Regions from separate parts of the Danio rerio genome. Here region 2 is linked to region 1. The links are chromatin contacts, called in public Micro-C maps. All regions are on one chromosome and are shown on one strand. Each heading gives the region's core, a stretch centred on a gene start, on an enhancer-like site or on the middle of the called end of the contact. The rest is flanking DNA. Distances are from core to core; before and after follow the strand shown. Region 1 holds the start of zgc:171673. Region 2 holds the start of zgc:153116.

Region 1 (7,184 bases), core at 4,440-6,939:
GATTACGGTTTGTAACTAAGAGATTTGGAAACAAAGAGATCCCTGTCTGTTTTGCCTTTAGTTTGGCTAATCATAATCAAGTAATCGTGTAATCTGCGATAACCCGCTGGATGTGCTTACGAAACATCCCAGCATTCATGTGTTGTGTATCAGTGACGTTACACTGATTCCCCCCAGGTTCGAGGCCGCTGTGCAGGCTGGAGAAGGTGCTGATGAACCAGAGAGTGCTGTCAGATGTGGAGATGCTGAGTCCTCACCCACAGACCTCCACTCTGCAGTCTTTCAACAGACTCGTCTCTCAGTTCGCTCCCGAAGACATCAACTTCCCCTTCATTGGAATGCTCTGCAGGTACGCACGGTCTCAACACCACATGAGCTTTGTTGTAAATCTGAGAACCCAGGCTAGGAGACTCGTTGCAAGCAGAATTCTTTGAGACGTGTGGGTTGTTCTGGAGTCGAACAGCATCTTCTAGAAGTCCACATGACTCTGCAAGAGTCTCTTAGAGTCTAAGGGTGCTTTCACACCTGTGAAACGATTCAGTTGTTCTGAAACGGGGATTACAGCTGTTACAGCGTTGCTCTTGGTGCGGTTCGCTTTCACACGACAAAGTTTATAAACGGACCAAAAGAGCTACAGCAAGTCACGTGTGAGTAAACTCTCCTCACATTGGTCAGAGTTTCACGGTTTATTCTGCAGAGTCCAGCTCAGCTGTCAGAGGTGGTGGTGGTTTGGTGGTGTTTGACAGGATGCGCACAATGTGTCTGAAGAGCGAGGAGGGATATGGTGGGGAGGGGAGACAAGGGTGAACGACAGATTTGAGGACCGGGAGGGAGACGTCGATTTCCGGGAGATTATCACTTGTTTACATGCATCCGGAAGTCTCTATGCATTTGCGGGAGACTCCCGGAGCTTCCAGTAGACTTGGGATGTCTGGAATGACCTCCTGCCCTACTCATAATTCTCTCTTCATATAGCCGTATGCCTGTACATATGCATAAAGCACTCTGATATAGCCGGGCTTGGATCGTATCGCTTTCTCACTACAATCAATCCGCTCCAGAGTTCTTTTCAATCGAGTCGAGACCACCTCATTCAGGCGATCTCAGAGCGACTGTTTTGGCGCGGATCCGAGCACGATTGGTGGATTCACATATGCCAAACAAACCACGCTAACTGGGCAAACGAGACAGGTTCCAGGACAAAAGTGTTGGTGTGAAAGCACCCTAACACGAGTCTACTTTGGACAGTTGCCATGTGTATATGTTTTAGGAGGGGCAGTGTTAACGAAGTAGATAGGTGAAAGGACCTGTCCAGCCACTGACCAGACAAGTCTATCAACAAGAGTTTCTTTGGCTTTGGATCCACAGAGATGAAGGGACAGTTGTTGAGACCCACAGTCATTCCTGTACCAAGGAAGTGCAAAAAGGCAATCGGTTAAATGTCTCCAACACTTCCTATAGTTTTTTAATGAAATGAGATTTGAAAGGCCCAAAGACTTTAACTTCTGTAGTTATATACGTTCTTGATAATTTGGAACTAGATTTTTTAACACAACATGTGCTTCATAACACTTCAAAACCTTTACGAATCTTTTGTTTGGAATCGGTGGTTTCAGAGCTCTTTTCAAATTGGCAGGGTCACTTGAATTCAGTAAACGAGGCTCTCCACTAGGGGGCGATCTGAGTAACACCATAAAATCTACATCAGTTATGCGGGTTCTCTCAGAGCGCCCCCCAGTGGTGAATCACTGCACCGGTTTCATCATTTTCACCTGATCTCAAGGCAATTTTATGACTTTTTAGATGTTTAAATGACACATTTATGTAATGAAAATGGTTATTAATAGTTGATAGACTCTTTTTGGCCTGTTTAGCAGAGTCCACCATAGAACAACCAATATATACAGCTGAAGTCAGAATTATTCACCCCCCTGTTTATTGTTTCCTCAATTTCTGTTTACCGGAGAGCAGATTTCTTCAACACATTTCTAATCATAATAGTGTTAATAACTCATCTCTAATAACTGATTTATTTTCTCTTTGCTATGATGACAGTAAATAATATTAGACTAAAAATTCTTTAAGACACTCCTATACAGCTTAAAGTGACATTTAAAGGCTTCACTAGAGTAACTAGGCAGGTTAGGGTAATTAGGCAAGTTATTGTATAATGATGGTTTGTTCTGTAGACTGTAAAAAAACAAAATTAGCTTAAAGGGGCTAATAATGTTGACCTTAAAATGGTGTTTAAAAAATTAAAAACTGCTTTTATTCTAGCCGAAATAAAACAAATAAGACTTTCTCCAGGAGAAAAAATATTATCAGACCTACTGTGAAAAATTCCTGAATCTGTTCAACATCATTTGGGAAATATTAAAAAAATAAATTCAATGGGGGACGAATAATTCTGACTTCAACTGTAAGCCTAAAACATTTAGTTGCTTTAATTACTATGTACTGTTTAGTAAGCATTTAGGACAATGCACTTATTATGAGCATGTTTATTTTCAGTAATCTGCATGTAATTATATCTGTAATCTAAAGCAATACATAATGCAAACATAGTAAAAAGAAAATATCAAATAGATAATAAATGATTAACTTGTTATGAATTAAATGACAATAATATAAATTTCTAATGATGATTTGATTATGAAGAAACACACGCAGGGAGCCACAATGATCTTTAAATCTTGGGTTTAAATGTTGGGTTCTTCAATCCTTTTGGTGTTGAGAACAAACACTGACAATCATCAATGTTGTATGGTTTGTGTTGTGCTGTAGGTTGTACCTGGCAGCCATGCAGTTCAACGAGTGCAGAAGTGCAGTGGAGAAGACCACCGGCAGAGCCAAACATACACACCCGCCGCCCTCTGCACACGACGAATCCGCAAACACAGAGGAAACATTCAGTAGGAGTTCACAAACACCCGTATATTAGTTTTAAACAATACTTACAAACTTGTGAAGAAATCCTACATATAAGTACTATATTTATAATGATTTACAGTAAATACTGTTGTGCTGTTGAACCAAACTATAGTAAAAATATTATAGCCAACTACAACACTTCATTTGCAGCACACTGTATTATTAACAATAGTGAACTGATAAACAGTGATACGGTAGCAAACTTTAGATTTTACTACAGTAAACCCTGCCGTATTGTAGTATAATAAACCCTATAGTTGTAGAAAACTACAGCACTCATTTGTTTGAGTCATTTGTTTATATTATTATAGTTGTTGTTACCGTAGCAACTCTAGTATCATCACAACAGCTCTCTATTACTGTAGTTGTCATGTTACCATAGCAACTGTAGAATCACCACAACAGATCTCAAATACTGTAGAGGTCATGTTACTATAGTAACTAGAATCTCCACAACAGATCTCAATTGTTGAGTTGTCATGTTTCCATAGCAACTGTAGAATTCAACCCCACTCGGGTTAACTCCCGAACACTCGCCCTCTCTCAGCGGCAAGGGCATCTGGACAACGCGTCCCTCCTTCTCCCGGGCTTCGGCACCACTGTAATAAAGTTCACGGCCCTTTGGCCGCCGGGAAGGAGGAGGCGGAGAACCGACGCAGGTTTAAAATGATTTATTAATAACTAAACCAAAACAAATGGACTGAAAAGCAAAAGTAAAATATGTCCAGGCCCGGTCCTCTCTCGGCTTCCTCTGCCATCGTTCTTCCTTTTATTGTCCAGAGCTCCTTCCGTGGAATCCGAGGCAGGTGCGCACCGCAGGTGTATCCACTTACGCGGTGGCCTCACTCCATTCCCACAGCTCTCGGCCACCCCACCTCGCCACAGTTACCATAGTAACTGTAGAATCTCCACAACAGGGCTTAATTGTTGAGTTGTCATGTTTCGAATAGCAACTGTTGAATCACCACAACAGATCCCAATTGCTGTAGTTGTCATGTTACCATAGTAACTGTAGAATCGCAGCAACAGATCTCAGTTGCTGTAGATGTTGTTACCATAGCAACTGCAAAATCACCACAACAGATCTACGTTGTTATAGTTGTCATGTTACCATAGCAACCATAGAATCACCACAACAGATCTCAATAACCAGGCTAAATAAGAGGTTTGTTTCCTCGTCTTTCGCAGGCTACATCGCCAACCTGATGGACCGACTTTTTGAAGAGGTGGTCCACGATCCTGTTCCCTATCTGGAGGTGCTTCAGCAGATTCCTGTGCCTCAGTCTGAAGTGAACGTCTGAGCCGGAGATGTCCGATGGCGTCAGCAGATACTGTGTCTGTGTGTCTTTACTGCTAAATCTGTTAACATTAGCTCCTGTTCATCTGAGCAACAGTTAGCAGTCACGTTTCTCCATTTCTTCCATAGATCAGACAGCATAGCTGTGCAATTTACTGTAATTAAAGCTACTTCCTGTTTACTCTACATGTAATGGTGTGACACACCTCAAACGCTCATAGTGAACTCTATTAGCCTTAATCTTGACATTAGAGCAGTCTGAGGAGAAAAAGGCGGGAAACAGGAATCTCTCTCCTGTGTAGTTGTGAGAAATAATAGCACTATATATATATATATTCTCTTTCAAGTTCGCCTGTAAGAAAAAGAGCTTTTATACGTTTATATGTAACTCAGTTTAACCCTCTTGCACTACGCTGGTTTAAAGTGACCCAGCTGACTTTATTTTCTATATTTTTATCTTTAGATTAAGTTAGTTTCATCACTCGGCATTCCAGGAAACCCTTAATATACTTGTTTTTGATCATGACAAGTCCTTATTTTAAGGTTTTCTTTTGTTACATTTGGAGTAAAAGTGACGTCTTTGTGACTCTAAGTGTTTCCTTTTCTGAATCTCCAAAATAAAAGTTTTTTAATCATTCATTGTCCCAGATGTGCTTTAAATATCTAGTATTTGACTTCCACTGATATGTTTTTTTAGTATTTTATAAACACAGTTTTTGCATTTATACATATGCTTTACACACATTCACTGTTAATTCAGACATGGCTGAGAGTTTATTTTGCTGTTGCTTTGAAGGAAACGCATGTAATATTCCTGGTGTTCATTAAACGTCTTGTTCGTTAAACGACTTCCACAAATAATTATGAATATTTTGATCTCCATTTAACTTTATTAATCAACACAATTTTGGATTTACATAATATGGGTCAAAAATGACAAGTTGAAGATATTTCCAAAGATCATTTTAAGTGCAGACTTTTACTTTTATTACTGTTCATCTGTGCCACATAGCACACAACTCCAGATGGCTGATTTGATATTTTATACATATTTTATGCAAACTGTATATTTTATGCATTATCAATCTATCTAACAGGTTTATAGGGAGGAATTAAGTATTAAAAACAATAAATTTAGTGGTTAGAATAGGAACACCAAAATAAATATATAAAAAGTTTATTTAGTTGTTTTTACCCTTCAAAAATGGCCTTTTAAACTAATTTTACTGTGATTGTTCATTTAATAAAATTAGGGGAAAGTTGACTGGAATAAAATGGATCGACATTAAATAGATCCCTCTGCAGCCACAAGAAATAGTTCCTTCTAAAGCTTTTTCTTAAGATAATCAAGATTCTCCACATTGTTTGAAAATAGTACTGAGTATTACAATTGATTATGATTTAACGACTACGATTCAATAAATGTTTTGTGTTGTAAAGCAGATGTTTAGTGCGTGAACTAGACTTTTATTCTGTAGCGGTGATGTGACGCCATAACGCTGCGCCGCTCGCGCTCCTGTGCGTAAACAGGCGGTAAGATTGCGCTTTAAATTTGATTCATGTATTATAACAGTTTAATCAAAGGGCTAGATTTGTGCACGGTATGCTAATTATCGTGTGTATAAATTAATTCATTATTTACGGCCATTTTTGTGGACAAACGCGAGACATTAATGTAAACAAATGGAAATCACAACAGGAAAAAACACCGTAGAGTAATGTATTTGGGAAAATGTCTCCCAAACACTCTGAATTAAACGGACTAGCGTGTTTATGCCTTTATAAAGGCTCGTTGTGTGTCTGAGAAGCTGAAAATATCCATCCCATAATAGTCTGTCTGTCTCCAGCGGTGAAGTGGAGCTCCATGCAGATGCGCAGGAGGCGGAGGCGGATCAGATGAAGGAGTTCACCCGCAGCTGACAGCGCATCGACGAGCTGCCGCGAGGGAACATTTCTATATGTGAGTGTCGTCTTTATTTGTGTAGCGTTTACTGTACATTCCTGATGAGTGCATTATATTAGGAATGGGACGGTTAATGGTGAAAAACGAGCCGTTCGTTTCTGTTGTGGCAGTTTGGTGTACGCGTGTGTACTAATAGGGTCGTTGTTTTATTCTTTTACACGATATGTTTGAGTTTGACTGTGAAGCGAGTGCTTTAAGTGGTTTTTGGTGGTGATATGTGTACATTATATCCCATAGATACATGTCGTCTCTCTCTTTAATGTCTGCTCTGCTCCTCTTCAAAGGCTCTCAGTCAGCGCAGGTGTATCCGTCCGCCGTATCCTGCCTAACCGTGTTTGTGCTGGCAAACTGCGCGTCTCCGTCTGAAATGACGAGCATGCGAGACTAAAATAAGAAAGATGCTCATCTATAGGTCTCAAAGTCAATTCATGGAGGGCTGCAGCTCTGGAGATTTGCTCCAACTCTAATCAAACACAGCTCATCCACATAATCAAGGTGTTGAAAAGAGTCTTGAACACCTTGATTAGTATGATCAGGTGTGTCTGATTAGTGTTGGAGCAAAACTGTGCAGAGCTGCGGCCCTCCAGGAATCCAGTATGAGACCTAGAGACCCTGACATGGAATAAAATCACTGTCATAAATATTTTGTGCGTAAATAAAATTCACGCATCTGCAATTATAAAATCGTACAGTTAAACAGAGCGTACTCGTAATTTTACGAGGATACGATGTCAAAACCTGCGAACAGATACGACATTTTCTTTGTATACGACTGATAAATTTACGATGGGTGTACTTTACAAACACAAAAAACAGTTTCAGCATGGACACGACGACCTGATTACGAGTACGAATCAAACAGTGACACTCCACTGTCAAAATTACGTCATCGCTGTCACAGGCATTAATAAACAAGCGAGAGCCATCGATCACAACGGCTCGCCTGCACAACAGAGCCCCCACACACCGTCTTGGGTATGAGTTTTGTTATTC
Region 2 (6,478 bases), core at 1,720-4,219, 130 kb after region 1:
AATGGTGTTCAAACGACATCCTGGCCTGCCAACCTGGACTGACTCCTAGATCTCTGAATGAACTCTTGCCCCTTCCATTTTCCTGTCAGCCGCAAAGAAATGATCACGAAATACTGACGATTACAAGTTAAACATTTAGTGTGTTTTTTTATTTTGCTTAAAGGTATTCTTGCTAAGTTTGCTTAGGTTTTAGTTTGTCTGCATTCAAATGTGTTTGCTTTTACAGTGATTTTAACATTTGTAGCTTATGAGCTCAGCTGCATGTTTGGAAATTTAGGATGCGTTGGGTTAAATCAGGGGTCACTAATCTCATTCCTGGAGGGCCGGTGTCCCTGCAGGGTTTAGCTCCAACTTGCCTCAACACACCTGCCTGGATGTTTGAAGTATACCCAAGACCTTGATTAGCTTGTTCAGGTGTGCTTCATTAGGGTTGGAGGTCAAATCTGCAGGACACCGGCCCTCCAGGAACAAGTCTGGTGACCCCTGGTTTAAATGATGAACGAACTCTGACTCCTGTAGGTTCCAACTTCTATAAAGTTTCATGACTTTCGCATTGGCTTTGTGCATTGCTTCTGTTTTAGGCTTTGCTGTTCGGCATTTTAACTTTGGCTTTACATCAATAGTCCCAAACTCAATTCCTGGAGGGCCACAGCTCTGCAGATTTTAGCTACAACCACGTCCAGTTCACACCTGCTTAATCGTCTCTTGTAGTCTTGAACACCTTGATTAAATGGATCAGCTGTGTTTGATTAGGGTTGGAGCAAAACGGTGTAGAGCTGCAGCCCTCCAGGAACCGAGTTTAAGACTCATGTCCTACATCGTTGTCTGGATGTTTCTTCCTCACCTTGCAGCATTACATTGCTGTAACTGTTGCTTTTACAAAGAATTAAATTCATGAAGCCTTGCCTACTTCATCAAAAATTAAGCCATCTTCACTGCCTAGGCACTGATCTGCTCACACCATCACACTCTGAAGGAAGCTCAGTTGTCCTGCCTCAAGCAATCTGGTCATTTAGTCAATCCTTCAGAACTCTGACAATCCTTGAAAATCTCGTGACTCTGGTGAGAGCCGAGTCTGTGGACGATTACATTCAGCACACCACCCGCGTTTTCATGTTATTTCTCCATAACCTGGACAACAACCTCCAAGTTTCACGAATCCAGAAAACTCCTTTCACTGATAAAGGACATCCCAAATATGTCCCCCCATAACCAATCAGCTGCGACAAGTGGAGAACTCGAAACGAGAAGAAAACCCAAATGTCCCAACAGAACTCATTCATTCATTTTCTTGTCGGCTTAGTCCCTTTATTAATCCGGGGTCGCCACAGTGGAATGATCCACCAATTCATCCAGCAAGCGGATTTACACAGCGGATGCCCTTCCAGCCGCAACCCATCTCTGGAAAACATCCACACATACACTACAGACAATTTAGCCTACCCAATTCACTTGTACCACATGTCTTTGGACTGTGGGGGAAACCAGAGCACCCGGAGGAAACCCTTGTGAATGCAGGGAGAACATGCAAACTCCACACAGAAACGTCAACTGAACTGAGACTCGAACCAGCGACCTTCTTGTTGTGAGGCGACAGCACTACCTACTGCGCCACTGCTCCCCCCACCCCAACAGAACTCAAATAACAAAGTTTCCATCGTTGATAAAACTGGCGCATATTTGATTTAAGCTGTGTGTTTATGGTTTTCTAGGGTGCAATGTCAAGATCTTGACAAATGCTAGCTTTTGGGACTTTCAGTCATTTTTCATGAACTCCTCAGAGCTGAATGTATGTTTGTAAATTAGTTCACAGTGCTGTACAGTAGTATTAAAGTTGCGTTTCAATTTTAAGATCCATGTTGGTGTTGTGCTTAATAAGCTACTGTCGCTACCTTGCACATAAAAATTAGGAAATACAGTTTTTATATTATTATTTTGGCCACAACATTATTTATTGTGGTAGTTATTTAAGTGGGCTGTTCAAACCTGCTGGAATTTTCACAGATTTAGTGTCTTGTACATGACACAGAGTCCAAAGTATGGTGTTTTATCAACCCAAACCCTAAACCCAACCTCACAGTAACCTGTTGTGTTATTAACGTCTACTTAAAGCCCAATTTTAATTAAAACCTGACAGATTTCCTAAAACAAGTATTGAACTCAGTTTTAGCAGATGTCTTTAAGTGTTTACATTGTTTGAAAGCCAAAGTTTGACCTCGTCAAGGCAGGACAGTAAAGTCAGCTGAGCAAATGGGTTGTTGCTTTTGCAAGCAGAGTGTGAGCAGCACGCATGGAGAGCAGAAGCAGCGCACAGGTGTTTGCCTACAGCACGCAGTAGATCTGTGGCTATCTATATATATATATATATATATATATATATATATATATATATATATATATATATATATATATACATATATATATATATATATATATAATACACATTTTTTTCACTAATTATATAGATCCTATAGAGCTGTTTACCTTCTCAAGCTCTATGATGAGTGTCATTTATATCTTTTATTGTGCACTCGGCCAGAAGACAGTGACCCACATGTTATTTTGTTAACATGTTTGGATGTTAATGAAAAAATGTTTCTAATATGGTGTCAGACACAGAATCACTCAGCATTGGTAAAAACATGAATGATGCAGAAGATTTGACTCTAGCACAAATACATGAAGTTTTTATAGTTGGGCTAAATTTTAATAATCAAAATGAACTTCGTTTATAATTTTAGTGATTCAAGTCAAATTATTATGATTTACAGACTACCAATGCTTTTCTTTAAAAACAGCCATTTAACAAAAACATTAAAACAAACATTACACATAGTTAGAGTGAAGCTTAAACTCGTCTATTAGTAGTTTAGCATTTTCAACACATGAAAGGACAATGTGTATTTCAGTTAATATTTAAAGCGGGACTTTTATTTTGAACTAGTAATGTGACGTCATTAGACGGCGCCGCACTCCAGCGTTTGCATGGTTCGGTGGAAGGAAGGTATGTTTGTGTTTTAATCATTCATTTAAGTAGTTTCTACTGTTTATATAGTTTTTCTAGCGGTGTGCAGCGGCTGAAGGATCGTTTAATGTCACAATGAAATGTTTTGTACTGTTAATGAGGGTTATTTTGAGATGTTTTGTTGCGTCTCTTTTCACTCCCTTCATCAGTTTAACAGTGTTTACACACACAGCACGGTAATGCAGAGTAGTTAGACGTGTAAACAAGTCAAACAAACACATGAACGCGTGTTAAATACAACAACAATGTAACAAACTCGTCAGTGCTTTATTTTAAGTCAAGCATAAAAGTTACTAAAGGAAGTAAATTAATGCTCAGCCATTTACTGTGGTAATTTACTTTCTTCATCTAATCTGGTCAGGGGTCAGTTTTCTTCAGTAAACCCAGAGTTTTCCTTATCTTCCCTTTTAAAGCTTGTTTAAATCCTTTATTCATTTATTCACACTGCAGAATTGTGTATTCTTACTAAGTATTTGAATTGAGGCAAAGTTAATTTTATATTCACACATTCAGACTTTCATCTTAATATAATAATAATATCAGTAAAGTATCACTTGCAAACTCGTATAAGCAGCCAATCAGCATACAACATTGTTCACAGTCAAATACACCGTGCTATTGTTGTTTTCAAGGCATACTTGCGGGTTATTTCAGGCTCAATATTCAAAGTACCATAGTAAACAATAACGGGAGCGGGTCACAAGTTGTCACTGAATGAATGTGCGAATATAAAACCAACTTTACCTCAATAGTGTTTGATTGTATATTTTTATTTATTTATCATGAAATTATATTAGATGGCCCCCACGGCTGGTCTGTATATTACAAATGTATCATTATTGAGATAATATCAGGGCAGACTTAACCATTAAGCGAGGTAAGCAGCCGCTTAGGGCTACGAGGAATTAGGGGGCACCGACCAATGCCATGAAGCCTATATTAATCATTTAACTTATAAGTTTTCTATCATATGTTGTAAAGTCTGTCCATAAGCTTTGTAATTTTAACGTTATTCGCCTACTTCTTTTCAAAAGTGACACGTTCCATCTTTGCTAAAATCCAATCACAAAAATGGCTAATTAACCTCACATACTTTGTGAACTTCATTTTCATTTGTGATTTTTTAAAATATTCTTTACATTAATAAGGTAAAGGTTACACTCAAAATATATTTCAAACATGCAGTTTATTTACAAATGATTTAGACGTTGAAACCGGCTTGTAGATGTTTTGAGTAGTTTGTGTGACTCATGTTAACAGTTAACTGTTTTTTGTTTGTTGTCTTTTAGACCCATGTGACATGTATACTGCTTAATCTTGGCCAGGGCACTCTTGTAAAAGAGTTTTTTAATTTCATTCCTGGTAAAATAAAGGTTAATGTATATATACATGTGTAGAGTTACTGAAGTTTGCCCTGCGCGCTTGCGGTTTTTTTAGTTACTTCTTTGGTTTGGTGCGTCAGTCTTATCAATACTATTATTCAAAAAAAGGTAATGATTGGCACTCAATTGCTTCGTACTGTTTTTATTTTTCTTACATTTTACGGGTGATTAAAAGACAGATGTTTCGGCACAAACCGTGTGTGAACTGAGGAAGGCTTTGTGCCGAAATGTCTGTCTTTTAATCACCCGTAAAATGTAAGAAAAATAAAAACAGTACGAAGCAATTGAGTGCCAATCATTACCTTTTTTTGAATAATATATATACACACATGCACAGTTGAAGTCAGAATTATTCGCCCCCTTTGAATTTTTTTTTTATTGATTTTGAAATATTGCTTAAATGATGTTTAACAGCGCAAAGAAATTTTCAGTGTCTGATAATGTTTTTTCTTCTGGAGAAAGTCTTATTTGTTTTATTTTGGCAAAAAAAAAAAGAAGCCGTTTTAATTATTTAATTAAACCATTTTAAGGTCAATATTATTAGTCCCTTTAAGCTATATATTTTTTCGAAAGTCTACAGAGAAAAAAAAAAAAAAAATATATATATATATATATATATATATATATATATATATATATATATATATAAATATATGTGTGTGTGTGAGTGTGTATATATGAGAGAATGCTTTGAGTTTTAATGCTAGGCCCCCAAATCATTAAGTCCGTCCCTGAATAGTATACATAAGAAAAATGTCTCTTCAAAACCTATATAGAATATTAAAGGGCACCTAGTTTACCCCTTTTGTCAGATTTAATATAAGTCTTTTGCGTCTCTAGAATGTGTATATAAAGTTTCAGATCAAAATACCCATCAGATTTTTCATTATACCTTTTACAAGATGCTGTCTTATACTGATTTCCAGCAGGGGGTGGTTTTGTCGTACTGCGCCTTTAAGACGAGTCTTTCCCGCCTACTGTTTCTACATGCCTCCTCCCTCAGCTGCGTCAGACAACAGACAGACTTAAAGGAAGAAGGTCTCACGTAGCGTTTGTGAGATACTACAGTAAGAACTAACCTTTACTAATCAGTATTGTGAAGTTGCATTGATGAGTCACACACAATATCGTTACAAAGTTAACGCGCACACACACACGCAGGCAGGCAGACAGACAGACAGAGCGTGCTAAGCTTAGTTAAGGCTAACCTCAAGTGTGGATATCTGTTATGCTAATGTACAAAATAAACCTGATTTAACTTCCACAAACCGGGATTGAAGCGTCTTCTTTTATAATTGTTCTGACACGCGGCTGTGCTGATGAAGTAAAGTTGGAGTAAAACGCTGTAATTAATTACACACATACTCTGTTTTAAAACACTTTAAACATGTGAAACTTACTCTTAATCACATGTGATGATGATTGCTGATCCTAGCGAACTGAACAGACCTTTTATTCCCGGTTGCTCTGCGTATGTCTGTCTGGTCTTGTTGACATATACACGCGACTACCGGAACATGTTAATGCACGCAGCTGTCAATCAATTCGGTTGGCGGGGGGATCGCACACACCTACGTAATGGTGCGATCGATTTGAAAACAGCTCCAATTGGCCGACCCTTTTTTTTGTAGTTAAACTGAAACAAAGGACTGGGTGTGTTCATTTCACCCCAGTATGACGGTCTATACACTATACCAACACACAGATCTGTCCAAACAGCTTGAAAAGTAGATTTTTTACCATAGGTGCCCTTTAAGTATTCTATATAAGTACTTGTATTTAAAGAATTATTATAAAGAATAATTTAATTTGTTTAGATTTTTTTTTTATGATGTGGATGATGTAGCTTTAGCTAGGCAGTCGAAAACTCTTTATTTGTCTTTCTGCAGTCAATGCACTTTTAAAAGATGCTTAGCCCAACTTTTAGCGTTTGTTGCAACGGGCATTGTTGGTGTCCTCTCGGGAAATGCAACCCGTTTGGTTCTCTCCACCACTCTGCAAGCTTACGAATACGAGCTGTGTCGCGAGCTATGTGTGTGCACTTAGCGCTAGCCACCACACAGCCAAGAAC

Evidence for each region. A called contact is a pair of places that touch in the nucleus more often than the background predicts.
Region 2: a Micro-C map of caudal fin shows a contact between it and region 1, with 4 times the contacts expected there. The contact joins the promoter of zgc:153116 here to the promoter of zgc:171673 in region 1. A contact is called at or near these places in 1 of 18 Hi-C or Micro-C datasets (caudal fin) and 1 of 4 datasets of contacts at active chromatin or transcription factors (embryo).

The regions. Positions count from the first base shown.
Region 1 is chr4:74,461,199-74,468,382 of GRCz12tu, forward strand. zgc:171673 reads left to right here and starts at 5,690. Exons shown (of 5, transcript XR_012402594.1): 1 at 5,690-5,761; 2 at 6,076-6,188. si:ch73-389k6.1 reads left to right here. Exons shown (of 20, transcript XM_073948331.1): 18 at 178-349; 19 at 2,785-2,912; 20 at 4,120-4,865. The coding sequence ends at 4,232.
Region 2 is chr4:74,594,677-74,601,154 of GRCz12tu, forward strand. It overlaps zgc:153116, which reads left to right and starts at 2,970. Exons shown (of 3, transcript NM_001045423.1): 1 at 2,970-3,004. zgc:113119 reads left to right here. Exons shown (of 3, transcript NM_001014293.2): 3 at 1-770.